Linked DNA regions of Salmo salar: region 1 is linked to region 2. A link is a contact called in public Hi-C data. All regions are on one chromosome and are shown on one strand. The core of a region is the stretch at or near the end of the contact, and the rest is flanking DNA. Distances in the headings are between cores, read along the strand shown.

Region 1 (3,789 bases), core at 766-3,265, 600 kb after region 2:
TGACAAATCTTTTCAGTCTCCTGAGGGGGAAAAGGTTTTGTCGTGCCCTCCATGATTGTCTTGCTGTGTTTGGACAGTGATAGTTCATTTGTGATGTGGACACCAAGGAACTTGAAACTCTCAACCCACTACAGCCCCGTCGATGTTAATGTTGCCTACCCTTACCACCCAGAAGTCCAGGATCCAGTTGCAGAGGGAGGTGTTTAGTCCCAGGGTCCTTAGCTTAGTGATGAGCTTCGTGGGCACTATGGTGTTGAACGCTGAGCTGTAGTCAATGAACAGCATTCTCACATAGGTGTTCCTTTTGTCCAGGTGGGAAAGGGCAGTGTGGAGTGCGATATAGATTGAGTCATCTGTGAATCTGTTGGGGCGGTATGCGAATTGGAGTGGGACTACGGTATCCGGGAGGATGCTGTTGATGTGAGCCATGACCAGCTTTTCAGCCTTCATGGCTACCGACATTAGTGCTACGGGGCAGTAATCATTTAGGCAGGTTACCTTCGCTTCCTTGGGCACAGGCTGTCAGACTTATGTAAAATAGCCTACTATTCCTGTGATAAGTAGATTGGATAGTCATAACTTAGTCTAATAATATTACTCAAACAAAACACTGTTCGCAAAAAAAACTGTTCATTGAGTGCGTAGAGTAGGCCTAAAGAGTGTGTACTAGCTAGCTAATGTATGACATGTAGTGACGTAATGCTAATTGGCTTTGTACTGTTTACAAGTACACTCAATGGCAGTTGTCGTGGCATGTAGTGCAAGTTCACACAAAATAATGGAGGCGTACCTAATTATAAGACATAGGTCGCAACCTGTGATAAATAGCTATCTAGCATTACACAAACACCTGTGTGTAAGCATAACAGGGGATGTAGTGTGGTTCGTCAACAGGAAGCACACAGGTTGTGCATCTGTGCAAAACTGCTACTGTAAGTGTTTCTTTATTTGAAATATTATGTATTGCTGATATGAAAGATATGGGGAATATCAGCATGTGTTTAGAAAACTGGTTTGAAAGTGATGATTGGCGTTTCTAAACAATAAAACACAGCTTCGGAATTGTTGACACCCAAAAATATAGCCTTCCCTGTAGCTCAGTTGGTAGAGCATGGTGTTTGCAACACCAGGGTTGTGGGTTCGGCCAGCACAGAAAAATAATGTATGAAATGTATGCATTCACTACTGTAAGTCGCTCTGGATAAGAGCGTCTGCTAAATGACTAAAATGTAAAATGTAGTTCACGTGGAGCCAACTGTGGTGGAATGTAACAGCTGGAAACCTTAGATATGGAGAAGGGTTTGAGAGTTATGGGACTCCCTTTTAAAATAAAAGGGAAATATTGTAAAACGACTGTGTGGGTGTTAATTTGAATGCTCGTTTTTACTATTTAAAAGTGTAACATGTATTGCATTTCAGTCACCAGTGTGTCCCAAACTTTATGGGTTTATTGATCCCCTCGCCACCGAGGGCCCTCTAAACGCGTTGGTATGGGTGGTTTGGGATTGACGACTCTCCGCGAGTAGATACAATCAATCGGTTGTTTCCGGTTTTCAGTATTGAACCTAACGGCCGTTTCCCCTAAAAAAAAGCTAACCTCCGCCCAGGCGTCTCTTTACGCCTGCTACGTTAGGTATTCACCGTCTCTCTGCCCTACAGAGTAAAATACTGTAGAATACAATGCAATACGTGTCTAGATAATACGTGTAAATAAGAGTACAGTAGTCTAGATGGCTACATACCCGGTGTGATCAAGTGTCGTTTCAGGTATTGGTTCTCTCTCTTTGTCCGGGTTATTTCTTCCTGGTACTCGGATATCGTGTCTCCGACCACTCCAAGTATCTCCTCCGCAGCTTGCATCAAACGCTCAGTTAGATATACATTCAGATATTGTAATTTAGTCATTGTTTGAAGATTATCGGGGTCAAAAGATCTTCCTGAAATACACGTAGCTAGCTAGAACTTGTTGTCAAATTTACCGCTGTGAAGCAGGCAAGAATAAATAAGTACTTCCGGTTCATGGATTTTTGGAATCCTTCGGAATAAGAGTCCCGTCCTGTTTACTTTGTAAATGAATAATTAGGTCGACAATTATGGAAAATGTACACTTATCGATATTTGATACTAATTATCATTCAAAGAATCATGTATATTGTTATTTGTTCACTTTAATCCAATCGTTTTTCATATTGTACATACACAGCAAAATGGGATCCATTCTATTCAGGAGCACTTCTAGTTTCCAAATCCACAGAGTTTACACGCAGAGGAGCTTTTACTGTGACACAACGTACAGATCATTTTGTATGGTGCAATAGCGATACATGTCCAATTTGAAATCCAATATTTTCTTTAAGTTGATGGGCCACTCTGTAAGGGCTTCCAAATGAGCATCAACACTCCTATGGATGTAAACTCTGTGGATTTAAAAACTCAAAGTGCTCCTGAGTAGAATGGACCCCACTTTAACTCCGACAGAATGTACATCAAATGGTGTAAATACTTGTATGTTCAATGTGAAAAACATCCTGAACATTGTGCAATACGAATGGGCTAATTAAGTATGGGATGATTATTCATATTGTTATTACTATTATTAATATTATCATTCATGTTTTGTTATTTGTATTACTGTTACCTATCTAGTAATCATTACTTTTAATGCTGTTAACAATGTCAATGTGGTAATAATATTTTAGCTATAAAGGCGATTAACTTTATTCCTTTTTTCATATTGTTAAACACAATTCTAAGTCTGCTTATATTTCCTCATAAAATGTTACCAATTTTGAAGGTTTGAATCATTTTTTTACCAAATTCATTGTAGGACTTATATTTTGAAGGAAAATCCCTGAGGATTTATTCTTTCTAGGTCTTGCTCAGTTGTCAGTTGTGTAAAAAAACTTTAAAGTCCTACTTAAGTCGTTTTTTGGGGTACTTGTACTTTACTTTTTAAAATGTTGCCTACTTTTACTTCACTACATTCCTAAATGAAATAATGTTATTTTTATTCCATACATTTTCTCTGACACCCCAAAATACTTGATAAATGGTCCAATTCACAAACTTATCAAGAGAACATCCCTGGTCATCCTCTGCCTCTGAACTGGCAGACTCACTAAACACAAATGCATCGTTTGTAAATTATGTTTGAGTGTTGGAGTGTGCCCCTGACTATCCATCAATAAAAAATAAACAAGAAAATTGTGCCGTCTGGTTTGCTTAATATAAGGAATTTTAAATGGTTTACACTTTTACTTTTGATACTTAAGTACATTTAAGCAATTCCATTCACTTGATACTTAAGTATATTAAAAAACAAATACTTTCAGACTTTTACACAAGTAGTATTTTACTGGTTGACTTTTACTTGAGTCATTTTCGATTAAGATATCTTTACTTTTACTCAAGTATGACTTTTGAGAACTTTTTCCACCACTGGTGTTGCTTATTCTTGCTAGCCGAACTGATGTGTCAAACTTGAAGAGAAGGGTGCAACTGCAGGCCGCAATTCAGTGCGTTTCTGCATCTGCAGGAACCCACTACTTTATACTTCTATTGGTACATGTTTAAGCTAGGACTCCAGTACATGGGCGTGAGGCAGGGATGTTCCAGTACAGTAGATGGCGGTAATGCACCATAATGTTGGATTCCAACCACAGATAAACCCCACAGAAGAGGCGGGGGTGGAAAGGGTAGCTAACTATATCTAGTACACACAGGTAGGTGGAGGTGAGGGCACTACGGGTGTGTACTTGCTACCGTTTCCGCCCTGCCTCTTCTGTGGGC
Region 2 (3,390 bases), core at 92-2,591:
TGCACACCAGTCTCGTTTGTTTGCTGTTTCCATGGACGCAAGGCGGCTAGGTCAAATAAGTACAACAAGAAACAACATGTCCCACAATGCAGTTTGGATGCGGAAGAGAAGGAAACAACTTCCAGTTGATCGGCATTAGCGTCACGGCAGCAGCGTTAGTGTCCCGGGAGCAACATTAACACTTCCGGTTTTCTGATTTTGCCTTCAAAATAAAAGTAAAACGCTATGTGTATGATACAATATCAAAATAAATTGCAGCTTTGCATAGGGCATAATGTTAAAATAATGTTACAAAATTATAACTACATCGGGGAAATATCTAAACTAAAGATAATTACTACTTTATATAAGATACATTTTATTATAAGGTGGAGCACATTGAGAAATGGCTGGAGCTTAAGTAAATTAATGTAAAGAAAATAATATTCTACAGACCCGACTGATCTTGCAATGGAATCTATATATGGTGTTATTTCTTGGATGACTGTGGTCTACCCAGCAGCCCTTTCTACTCCACCCATTCCATTGGTCCCAATGCAGGGCTCCCGAGTGGCGCAGCATTCTAAGGCACTATAACTCAGTGCAAGAGGCATCACTACAGTCCCTGGTTCAATTCCAGGCTGAATCACATCTGGCTGTGAATGTGAGTCCCATAGGGAATCACACAACTGGCCTAGCATTGTCTGGGGTAGGCTGTCATTGTAAGTAAGAATTTGTTCTTAACTGACTTGTCTAGTTAAATAAAATTTTAAGATTGCACTGTAGGCCTATACGTTACATATTGTTTTATATAGAAAAAACGTTTCTATGTGCCGATGTAAAAGTGTTGTTGGGAATACTCAGTAGGGTTTGTAGAATCTATATGTAGTGTCATTTCATGGGACTTTGAATAATGCAGAGTGTTGCTGGACTTTTACTCCATACATTCCATTGGCCACAATATGAATCACTGTATATGAAATACTCTGTATCATTGAGAGCCCCATGAAATGACACCATATATACATTCTACAGACCCTACTGAGTATTCCCTACAACACCTTTACTGTGGCACCCAGAATAGTTTTTTGCTGTATAAGCCTATATGTATTCCATATACAGTGATTCGCATTGTGGCCATTCATTTGAACTTGGAACATGTTTTAAAACCGACATTTAGTGCAAATGTCACTTAAATATGAATAAATAAGATTCATTGTTAATGTTTAGCTAATTACGTTTCATATATCATGAATAAATACAGGTTATTTACACGGTTCTACTATTACGTGGGGGACTTTTATTTTGACAAACTTCAAAATTCCATGACCAGGATGTACCTTTCAGTGTTTCTGACGAGCCGCTGATATGATCGGCTGACAGTTCATTCGTGTTGTTGTTTTGCTCGCTAGCAAGCGTATCTAACGAAGTAATTTAGGGTGGCTAGCTTGCTAGCAGTCTAAATTGGTGTTATACTGTGGTTAATTTTCAATGTGTTTCTCGTAGATTTAAAAAGTGGTATAGTTACACATATTTATTTGACTAGTCGTGATATCAAAAGAGCTGTCACTCCTATTTAGCTCTCGTGCAGGATGACTTCTCGGCGACCGGACAATTTTGATGGCTTAGGTTACAGAGGTAGAGATGATCCTGCTTATAGTGGGGGCTACAGTGGGAGGTCATTTAATAATTCCTCTAGTGTGGACCTGCAGAATTGGGTAACAACACCGCCAGATATTCCAGGTAGCCGAAATTTACATTTTGGTGAACGCACGCCCCAATTTGAGGCGGCCCCTGCAGCACCTGGTGCTGAAGATGCTCTGCCCACGGCTCCTCCATCCGGTAGGGGACATCATTTCAGCAACGCTTACCATTTTCATTCATAACAATGTCGACGACACGAAATCGTCACTGTGTCATTCATGAGTGTTTGAGTGTGAAATCACTGAACTTTCAACAAGCTAGCTAGCTAGGCCTGAGAATAGTAGAGTCAGTGTCAACAATTTGGACTTTACATTACCGACAGTAACTTATGCGACATACTTCAACTTTAGCGTAACGTTACGTGTCTTGGTACCAGAAAAATACGTTTAACTTTCTTTGACTTCGCCCTGAAATCCATGTTTACAATCAGTTACCATTCATATAAATGATTCCTGTGCAGGATAGGGATTCAATGACATTAAAGTACAAAAACACTGAAGAGAGCACAAACTACTGTAGGCCAAGCCGAGATCTCTGTTTTTAAACTGTTTTATGAGGCTCTGTTCTTGATTGCATGTACTATTGCGCTGATACAATCCAACCAACTCATATCCAAACATGTCCAGAATTACCTACATGGCATTTGAACAGACTGACCACCATTTATGGGTTCAGACAATACCCTACAGAGAGAGAGGGAGTGTAGTGTAGGCCTACAGTAGGTGCATTTCTCAAGTAGGTAGAGTCATACTGTATATTATAAACTAGCTTTCCTGGGTATTTGCGCTTTTAGATGCATTTATGAACATTGATTGATGTCAATCACACTACAGGGTGGTTCAATTACAGGCTCAAAATGAGCCTGAATTAAATCCCTTTTTGACAGCATTCCCTTTTTGATTAAAAACGTTCCATTGATGTTTGCCCATGGAAGAAGTGGTCAGAAAGTGACTTTTTAGATAAACGTGCTCAAAATGGACCCATTTTGCATACCATACCATGAGACATCCATGTCTTCTTCAATGGAAAATATAAACAGTTGAGTTTGATGTCATTTAAAAGCTTACAAACAGTTAGGTCAAAAACCTTAAACCGTTAACATCAATTATCTAACAACGCTTAAACTAAAAACATTTTAATATTCACATATCTTGTAGCTTAGACCCTATTTCACATCATGAGGTTTTTCTGTTGTGCCCTTGAGACACAACATGCTCTTCCAGTGATGAAGACATGGATGTCTTCACAAGTGGTAGGCCTGATTACCAACAACGATGAGACAGCCTAAAGGGAGGAGGAAAATAACCTGTCCCTCAACGTCAACAAAACGAAAAAGCTGATTATGCACTACAAGAGACAGCAGAGAGAGCACTCCCCCATCCACATCAACAAGTATGCAGTGGATTGGGTAAACAGTGAAGAGGCAACTCCAGGATGCTGGCCTTCTAGGCAGAGTTCCTCATTCCAGTGTCTGTGTTCTTTTGCCTATCTTAATCTCTTTTTTGTTGTTGTATTTTTCACCCCTTTTTCTTGGTATCCAATTGGTAGTAGTTACAGTCTTGTCTCATCGCTGCAACTCCATACAGACTCGGGAGAGGCGGAGGTCCAGAGCCATGCGTCCTCCGAAACACAACCCAACCAAGCCGCACTGCTTCTTGACACAATGCCCATCCAACCCGGAAGCCAGCCGCACCAATGTGTCGTAGG

Evidence for each region. Hi-C and Micro-C count contacts between places; a contact is called where the count stands out from the background.
Region 1: a contact with region 2 is called in a Hi-C map of muscle, with 8 times the contacts expected there. The contact joins the promoter of LOC106568359 here to the promoter of LOC106568342 in region 2. A contact is called at or near these places in 2 of 3 Hi-C or Micro-C datasets (blood and muscle).

Annotation. Positions count from the first base shown.
Region 1 is chrssa13:98,424,429-98,428,217 of Ssal_v3.1, forward strand. It overlaps LOC106568359 (zinc finger protein 180), which reads right to left and starts at 2,016. Exons shown (of 2, transcript XM_014138638.2): 1 at 1,743-2,016. The coding sequence starts at 1,905.
Region 2 is chrssa13:97,827,777-97,831,166 of Ssal_v3.1, forward strand. LOC106568342 (solute carrier family 25 member 46) reads left to right here and starts at 1,342. Exons shown (of 8, transcript XM_014138605.2): 1 at 1,342-1,821. The coding sequence starts at 1,572.